2 separate regions of the Mus musculus genome follow, and region 2 is linked to region 1. The links are chromatin contacts, called in public ChIA-PET maps. All regions are on one chromosome and are shown on one strand. Each heading gives the region's core, a stretch centred on a gene start, on an enhancer-like site or on the middle of the called end of the contact. The rest is flanking DNA. Distances are from core to core; before and after follow the strand shown. Region 1 overlaps Thada (thyroid adenoma associated). Region 2 overlaps Thada (thyroid adenoma associated).

Evidence for each region. ChIA-PET counts read pairs in DNA pulled down with a chosen protein or histone mark.
Region 2: a contact with region 1 is called in an H3K27ac ChIA-PET map of liver, with 4 times the contacts expected there. The contact joins two enhancer-like sites. A contact is called at or near these places in 30 of 484 Hi-C or Micro-C datasets (the 3T3-L1 cell line, 3T3-L1-derived adipocytes, the C10 cell line and 20 more), 9 of 115 datasets of contacts at active chromatin or transcription factors (the HPC-7 cell line, astrocytes, bone marrow-derived macrophages and 6 more) and 2 of 9 other capture datasets (adipose tissue and liver).

The regions. Positions count from the first base shown.
Region 1 is chr17:84,249,236-84,254,017 of GRCm38.p6, forward strand. Thada (thyroid adenoma associated) reads right to left here. Exons shown (of 38, transcript NM_183021.3): 31 at 3,099-3,193. Among named protein-coding and RNA genes, the nearest start is that of Gm24492, 36 kb to the right of the region's middle. Within about 2 kb of position 2,441, at least 10 of the 459 cell types and tissues checked have an H3K27ac peak or open chromatin away from gene starts, as enhancers often do. A contact at or near this core is called in liver and rod photoreceptor, where this site is marked.
Region 2 is chr17:84,363,592-84,367,970 of GRCm38.p6, forward strand. All of the region lies in intron 26 of Thada (thyroid adenoma associated), which reads right to left. Among named protein-coding and RNA genes, the nearest start is that of Gm24722, 26 kb to the right of the region's middle. Within about 2 kb of position 2,225, at least 103 of the 459 cell types and tissues checked have an H3K27ac peak or open chromatin away from gene starts, as enhancers often do. A contact at or near this core is called in liver and rod photoreceptor, where this site is marked.

The sequences.
Region 1 (4,782 bases), core at 1,191-3,690:
CACAGACACCATGTCTTTTATGGCTTATGTATGGAATTTAAACCTTTGGACCCCTGCCTTCCCTCTTTGCACTGCCCCATGACAAAGTGAAGCACAGGCATTCAGTGATAGCTTTGTTTTCCTTCTTACCTCCCTCCTTCCTATTTTAGCAGTAAACCATCTTTTCTTTTGTCTTTTGAGACAAGGTCTTACCATATAGCCTTGGCTGGCCTGGAACTTGCTATGTAGAGCAGGCTGGCCTTAAACTGCAGCAGTTCTCCAATTCTGGTTTCCTGGCGCCTCGGCTGCCGCTGTGAGTCACTATACTTGCCTTAGTACTTGCATCTGAATTGTCTTGTGGTTACTGGGATCGAGCTCTGGGCCTTTGCACATGCTGGGTATGTAATGTGTCACTAGGCTATACACAGAACTCCTTACATTTTGACTAAGAAGTGGAAGAAATTCATGAAATTAGTTTTAATAATAAATTAAAAAATGCAATGATGCCAAAACTATTCCCTTTCCAACAAATAATCAGCATAACATTTTTTGAAAAAAAAATTTTTTTTTCCAGATAGGATTTCTCTGTATAGCCCTGGCTGTCCTGGAACTCACTCTGTAGACCAGGCTGGCCTCAAACTCAGAAATCCGCCTGCCTCTGCCTCCCAAGTGCTGGGATTAAAGGTGTGCACTACCACTGCCCGGCTGAAAAAATTCTTCCTTTAACATTTGAACTCTATTTTAATGAGTTACTTGAGTGTGTGTGTGTGTGTGTGTGTGTGTGTGTGTGTGAACATGAGTTGCCATGGCAAGTTTATGAAGGTCAGAAGACAACTTTCAGAGGTTGGTTCTCTGCTTCCAGCACGTGGGTTCTGGGGATCAGTAGCAGGTTGTCAAGCTTGGCAGCAAGTGCCTATCTTCTCTGAGCTATTACCCGCCCTGCCTTTTAAGTATTTCATAGACATGTTGTGATAGGTAGCCCAGGCTGGGCTTAAATCTGTCTTGGCCTCCCTAGTGCTGGAATTCTGTGAAATCTGCTGTACATTTTATATTTACAGAACATCTCACTTTAGAGCAGCTACATACATCACACGCTCATGTGCCACCTCTGAGCTTGTTTCTATCTCACTGGGCAGTACAAGTACAGCACACGTCGAGCCATGACTGTCACACTAGAGAAAGAGGCACATGCTGTGTTCCCACCAAGTCTTACTCCATAAAGGATGCTAAGAAGAGTGATGTGTGCGAGTGAGATAGTGAAGACGGTGTGTGATGCCATTTAACTGGGGCAAATGCTCTTACTGATGGAAAGAGTTTGGAGGATAGAATGATTAAAGAGTCCCCAAATCCATCCTCATGGGGTTCATAGACAAAGGACGAGAAAGAAGCTGGGGAAGCAAAGGTGCACAGCATCACAGCATCCAAGGGCTGACCCTTTTGTACCAGACTAAACACAACGCACATCTGGGTGAGGTGGCTGCACATGTCCTTGGCCCCTGCAAAGCACTTTAAGATGGCTTAGAGTTTAGGAACAGGGTTCCATATGAATAGAACCCACTGTCCAACAATTTCAGTCAAACACACAACTCTGCGGGTGTCCTAGTGAGGAGGCTGTAAGCAGACCTTCCAGTCACATCTGCAGATGTGGAATCTGAGGAGAAGATCAGAAGGCAAGAGTCTAGAACAGCTTGCTTGTTAGCATCTGGGTTTTGTTCTTTTTATAATCGCTGGATTCCAGTTAACTCAAGTGTAAACTAAAGTAGATGCCACACAGCTAGAACGACCTATATTTTATTACACAGACCTGGATAGTCTAAAGAATATAGGTGGGACAATATTCATAACTATGTTGAGATGAAAGGTACAAGTTAGAATGTTAGCTTTTTTTTTTTTTTTGAAGATAGGATGTAACCTACGCTGGCTTAGAACTCAATGAGTAGCTGAGGATAGCTTTGAACTCCTGATCATCCTGCCTCTACCTCCCCCCCCCCCCTTTTTTTGTTTTTTTGTTTTTGTTTTTTCGAGACAGGTTTCTCTGTATAGCCCTGGCTGTCCTGAAACTCACGCTGTAGACCTGGCTGGCCTCGAACTCAGAAATTCGCCTGCCTCTGCCTCCCAAGTGCTGGGATTAAGGGCATGTGCCACCACGCCCAGCCTGTCTCTACCTCTCTAGTGCTGATATTACAGGTATGAGACACAATGCCTGGGTAAACCAGGAAACGTCTCCCATAAAGCAACATGATCTTATACTACTGGATGTGGAGAGGATTATGTGTTCTGATTACCTCTGCATGGCCACAAGGGCTCTGTGAGCTAATAACACATTAATCTGGGTGAGACATTTCAATGCCCTTTCCACAAATACTTTCAATTGGTTTGAATTTGGTAACAGAGCTCCATTTAGACAGAGCTGGACTTTGACAGCCTGGACATATTTACTGAAGGTAACGACTCATGGTTAGGCTAAATTCCAGCAAGAGAAGGCCTGGCCTGTGTGTACTCGGAACCTGACTTCCATGTGCAGCCTCCTTAGACTCCTAAGCAGTTAGGAGGGGCTTTAGCTGCAAGCTCATTGTCCTGTGTTCCAGCTGGATGTGAGAACACATTTCAGCCTGGGGCCTGGAACTCATGTAGTACACTTTCTGAGGCCTCTTTCTTACACGAACATATCAAATTATTTTTATTTGGGACATCCTTCTCTCTTTACTTCACTTTGTGAATCAAATAGCCTAGAGACATGTATGAAGTCAGAGCCTGAGGGAGGAACTCTTACATGAACTGGTGAAGGGTAGATTGAGAACAGGGGCTCAAATATCCACCAAGGGACGAGCCAGTTCAGCTATCTATAGGATGGAACAGGATGAACCATTACAGAAAATGACATTTTCAAAGAAAAGCACAGAACAGCAAAAGGTCAAGGTCTTGGGAACACAGAGGTATGTGAGTTGGATTCACACTCGTTTTTTGGATGATCACATAGAACATATGTGAGGGCAGGTCTCCTTGAGCTTCTAGGAAAGAGCCACACAGATTCTGAGTCAGTCTCACACTTAGCCGTGGGTGTGTGTGCTACCCAAAACGCTACCTGCAATGTTCCAAGGGAGAACTGCCAGTCATACCTGTCTGCTTGCCTTCCTCAGGTCTGTCCAGGCAGTTAGTCAGCAGGAAGAGAATATCAATATACACAGCTCTGGTTACCAGGCATGGATTTTGCCTAGAAAAGTAAAGAATGGAGAGTTAATTGCCTGGGCCTTGGGGAGGGGAAAAATAGGTGTTTTCTACTAGGCATGTAATTAGGCAGCTACATTATACTAAAAACAACAACAACAAAAACCAAAAAATGATGGACTACTGTGGGTAGGAAGAAATTAGCAATCTGTAACAGAATGAGTCCCCAAACCTGTGACAGAGGCTCTGTCTATGTCATAGTCACTGTTGCTGTCGCTGTCTTCATACACAGCAGAATAGGGCATGGAATCCCTTTATAGATGGTTGTGAGCCACCATGTGGTTGCTGGGAATTGAACATAGGACCTCTGGAAAAGCAGTCAATGCTCGTAACTGCTGAGTTATCTCTGTAGCACCCAAAGAAAGAATTTAATTGGAGGCTTGCTTACAGCTTCTGAGGACTACTCCATCATGGTCATGGAAGGGGCCACGGAAGCACTCGGGCACAGTGTATGAGACCTTTCCATCCTGATCCCGGCCCTCTGTGGGCTTTTACAACCTCAAAGCCCTCTGCCAGTGACACACTGTCTCCAACCAGGTCACACCTACTTCAACAAAGCCTGGTCTCCTATGGTTCTAATCCTTCTCAAACGACTAGGCATTCAAATACAAGAGTCTCCGGGCCACCCTTACTCATATCACCACAGTCTGTGTGAGGACCAAGAAGACAAAACTGCCCTGCCATGCTCTAGATAACCTAAGCCTTTGACATCTATCCTACTGACGTGAAAACAGGGAGAAGGTGCTATGAAGATGTAGTATCCCCTCTGAGCTGGAGAAAATGACGTGATGAAAGCTACCGCTTATGAAGTCAGGTATTTAAAAAACAACACCTACCAGTTGAAAATGGTTACTGAACAAGAACAGATCAACACACACTGGAGCTGGGGTCCTCCTAGTAGATGAGATGTTTTTCTTTTTTCAATGCCTGGCTCGTTTTAACTTTGGACCTGTACAGCAGATCCATAGGCAGGCAGCTTAGATTTTCTTTTTAGAACAGTGCTTGAGAAGCCCTGGCTCTGAGTCCCAGTTCAGCCTGAGACTACATAGGCCCAGATTTGGTGTGCTAAGGACCTGGCCTAGTGGGGTCTGGTACATAGCTTGTCACTTGTTATCTCTGTGACCCGAGCAGACTACTGCTCTGTAACTGCACTGACCTTACTGCCTCCCTGTGAGTCACTGAGACATTAAGGGGTCAGAGTCAACTGGAAATGGTATTCAAGGCCTGGCAGGTAGAGAAATCTCAGGGAGGTTCAACCCTGTCTTCTACTTCTGACCTAGGATTCAGGACAGCCCAGTGCTGTGGCTGTACAGGTGCAGGTCTGCTGGTTCCCTACAGTGCTTCCACCGTCATTCTGAGATGCACACATCCTCCAGCTGGCATACTCTACCATGAAGGAGCACCATCACATGTATGGTGGTGCACAACTGTAATCTACCTGTGTGTGCAGAAAGGATTCTTTCCAGGCGTCTTTCTCAACTACTTCTCTACTTTCAACATCTAAGAACTGTGTCTGCGTGACACAGGGGTGATCAGAGATCATTTATTTCTCTCCTTCCACCATCTGGGTTCCAG
Region 2 (4,379 bases), core at 975-3,474, 110 kb after region 1:
ACGCTTGGTCTTAAAGGTCAGCAAGGATTTCCCTCTCCTAGGACGGCTGGGAGGCTAGAGGGGAGGAGAAAGCCTTTAATAAAAGGCATAGCATAGATGCTTTTGAGGCCAGGATGCCTTTGGCTTGCCTGGAACAATGGACAGGATGGGTGTGGATGTGGAGGGCCTAGATGCCAAGCTAATGGAGCTGAGCCCTGAGCTCTCCAAGTCTGGGAAGCTGCCTTAAGTTTGGGCCCAAGAATAAACATCATAAATTGTGTGTGGGTCACTGCGAAAATGTTTTAAGCAAGTATATGGTGCCTACACAAAAGTGGAGAGAGATTTTTAAAAATTACATTTTATTTAGGGCTGGGAGGAGCGGTGCCACACACCTTTAATCCCAGTTCTCAGGAGGCAGAGGCAGCCGGATTCACATAGGAGACCCTATTTCAAAAAATAATATTAAGTTAAACTGTTGAAGAAATAACTGTTTAAGTGTGTGAGTGTTGTGTGCTTGTGTCTGCGGGTGTGCCTGCATATGTCACAGAATGTGAGGGCCCAAGGAGAACCTGTACAAGTGGATTCTCTACACCATAGCTCCCAGGGGTCAAACAAAAGCATCACACGTGCTGGTGTCGTTACTCACAGAGCCACTGAACTGGCCAGAGAGAGCTTTTAAAAAACAATACACTACTAGTTAGAAATGCACATATTTTTCCTGGATATCTGAACAAGGCCTATCACCGACACTGTTTTAGATCCTAGGGTAAACCTAGACACCTGGCCAAGGGCTGGAGCGGCGACCCTGCTGTCCGCTGTAACACCCTCCTCCTCAATCCTCACTACAGTCTGTATTTTGCTTTACACACTACAGATTTCCTTGTGTACCTCGAAGGAAGAACTGTCAGTCATCAATCTGGATGGTGTAACTTAATAGGTCCTTTGTTCAGAAAATTTAATTACAGGCTTGAACCCTGAATGAATGTAAAATAAAAACACTGGGGGGGACTTGGCAGGATCGGTCAACTAAGCGGCTCGAGGGTCCCCACCTCTACCCCCCACCATCCCTGGCACATCTGCAGCAGCAGTTTCTTCACTGGTATTCGCAGCATGGCCCATCTTCTGTAATTGCTTCTGGCTCCTCTGGCCTGGTCTCTGGCTGTCCTGTAGCTCCACTTACAACTAAGGCTTAAAGATGCTCAGAGGTGATGTCAGCCTTTTCCTACCTCTTAGGAGGCTTCTGCCTGAACACAGGCTATAGATAGCCTTACAGCTGAGCTAGTTTGTGCTGGTTCCTGGCAACTTCTTTGCTCCCCAACAAGGCTCTGCAGGAGAACCGGGTTCAAAACCAAGCTTTAATCTACCTTAACATTTACCAAATAATTTTACTCTGCAAGTACCCAAGGGAGGTTGCTACAACCGGGTACCTGGGCATTACTTACCCTCTGCTGACTATCAGAGACAGCAATATTTAAAAGCTATACACCAGAAGCCCAACAAACTGCAATAGTAACTGTTGGAAATACGAGATTTAGAACTTTTCTGGGCAGAAAGCAAGGAGAAAACGTATTAGTAAAAGGCCTCCTTTCTAACCCTGGAGCCAAGCACTGGCGCCCTTCCATTGAAAACCCGAGTCATGCCAGTGTCACAGGAGGGAAAAGTGCTGGCCCAGACGGTCAGTGAGTATGAAGAGGACTTGCCCATGCACAGAGAACCCTCTGAGGGCCTGAAAACCAACCAACCTTCCCTCCAAAGGCATTGTTAAGTGATGATAAAATTTCTAGTTTAAAACACACAGGGAAAACTTTTCTAGTTTCAAACAAAACCAGAAGTTACAAACTTCAAACATCAAGTTTCCTAGAGGAAAGTAATATGCAAATGTAATTACGTCATGGGAAATGCTAAGGCAGCTTTAATTAAAAGGAGAAATCCCTCAGAATAGGTCATTTTGGAGGCAAGCACTGCAGTTCCTCTTCCTTTCTGCCCTTCTTTCACTCACTGAAGACTATGGGGGTGGCACTGGGGGTGCAAAGGCCTTCAGTGTTCAGTTCCCCACGGTACTGGACAAACTCTAAATCAAAGCCACAGAGGGACCCACCAAAACGCTATTCTGTTTTTGAAAGTGGCCTTAACCGTGAAAAGGCACATTTCCAGTTGAAAATTCAAAGGTAGTTCTCCCAACAGAGAGCTGATTATTTGGTCGGAGACATGTGGTAAACATTCCCCAAGGAAGGAGCAAGTGAGAAAAGGGCAAAGGCAGAGGCGTGGGAGGGAGGGCCTGCGCCACCTCTGCAAGCTGTAGTCAGAGTATGCACACCGCTCCATAAAAAGTGGCTGCTTAAAGCAAAGCTCCAGCTTCCCCAGGGTGAACACCATGACATCTGTCCTCTTGTCATAACAGCAGCTAAGTGGAGTTGGGAAAATATTCTCTGCTCTAGAGCTGTTGGTGCATAATTACATGGTTTCTCTTGAGCTCTGGTTCCCCTCTGTTTATTCTGCACATCTGCTCTCCCAATACCTGATCACACAAAGGTATCATAAAGAGCAAACCAACAGGTATAAAGAGACCAGCCCTCAACACAGATCAAAGCAAACAGCCCGTGGAGTGCTCTGGAAATCTTGGCTGGCAGCTCTTGTAAATAAAAGTGCTTCTGAAGCAGAAAGCATTCAACCTCCGTATTTATATAGGGCGTGATTGACAGCTTAGTTATTAACTTCATAAAAACACAGGCAATGCTAACTAGCAAGAATGTTTGTTCTAGCTGTTCTATCTGAAGGAAAATGAAATCCAAGATAGAATGGCTTGCTCTCTGTTTCTTTTAAGTATTTATTTTAGAACCGTGCAGTATAAAAGAATGTTTTTTCAAGTCAGTGAACTTAAGCTATTTTGCTTACTGTTCTGGAATTTAAGTATGTTGTTATAATTCTTTAGAAAACAAATGTTACATTTACTAAAGGCAAATTCCAATGGTGCACCATGATCTTTTGAAGCCCTCAAAAGATTTTTAATCTTCTGAATTACTAAAACTAAAGAAATTTTACATTAATTAACCTCTCTTCCAGTAACTAAAGTGGATCAAGTCAGAGACTCAAAGGGCAGAAATACTTCCCCTGTGCTCTGTTCTCAGGCACGTATCCTCTGAGTGACTTAGGCAGCAGACCTAAGTTCTGCCAGGAAGAGGGAAGAACTGATGTGTATTTTACTAATATTATATTGATGTTTTTAACTGTACTTTTTGTTTGTTTGTTTGTTTTTTTGTTTTTTGAGACAAGGTTTCTCTGTATAGCCCTGGCTGTCCTGGAACTCACTTTTTAGACCAGGCTGGCCTCGAACTCAGAAATCCGCCTGCCTCTGCCTCCCAAGTGCTGGGATTAAAGGCGTGCGCCACCACACCCGGCTTTTAACATACTTTATCACATACAACATTTATTGAAATATTACAAGGTAGCATGCTTTATTTTTTTAAAAAATTCTTAGAAACTATTGTCAGCAGCAAGTAGATGTTCCATCAGGAAATCCTTTAGAACTAAAATCCAATTTTGTATGCAATCTTTTTTTCTATCTCTCTTGAAGTTAATACAGTTAGCACCCATGCCCAACCCCAGCAGGTCCAACTAGAAACGTCAGCTAACAAATAAACACATTTCTCCAACTCAGAGCATAACTTTTTAAGTAGCAGCCCTGAGTATCTACATAATGAGGGAATCTAAATACACTTGCGTTTATCCAATCTATACTCTTCTTCATGTATAAAATAATTTTTTATATAACAAACAAATGGAGGGGGAAAAACAAGTTTTGCTTTTAGAATCAATAATGAATACTTTTAAAGTTGGAGTCATATGAAATTGGCATTTCCTGGCCAAATAAATGCTTATGAAATGGACTGGTGTTTCTGTGAGGATTTGTTTATGTGTTCTTAATATCCTCAGGCCTCAGAGTTTTTTCCATGTAAACATGAGTTTTGTTAAATACCTCTTAAATTTAATTTAAAAGGCTATTTGTTATCAAACCGTTTCCCTCTTAGAAAAGGCTGTCATCAGATGAGCAGCAAACCAAACCCAAGAACAAACCCCACATCCCCAGGAACCCATCCTTGCTCGTCAGTACATTTTATGTACCACAGCCCTGCTTCCTTCAGCACTGGCAAACAGCAGCCTTTCAGAACACAGAATTCTTATGAAATGAATACTCAGCCTCAGAGCATGCCCTGGCCTCCTCCACTACACACTCCTCCCCCTACAGGACTATATTTTCAAGCTAGAATATTTGTTTTGACAGACTTCTGCTTGCTTAATTCTCTGGCAAAGGCTTTCTTGTGTACTCCTGGCCAGTAATGAACATTTTGCCAAAAATATGCAACTCTTGGCAGGACAAGAATAGGGGTGAAAAAAGCCCT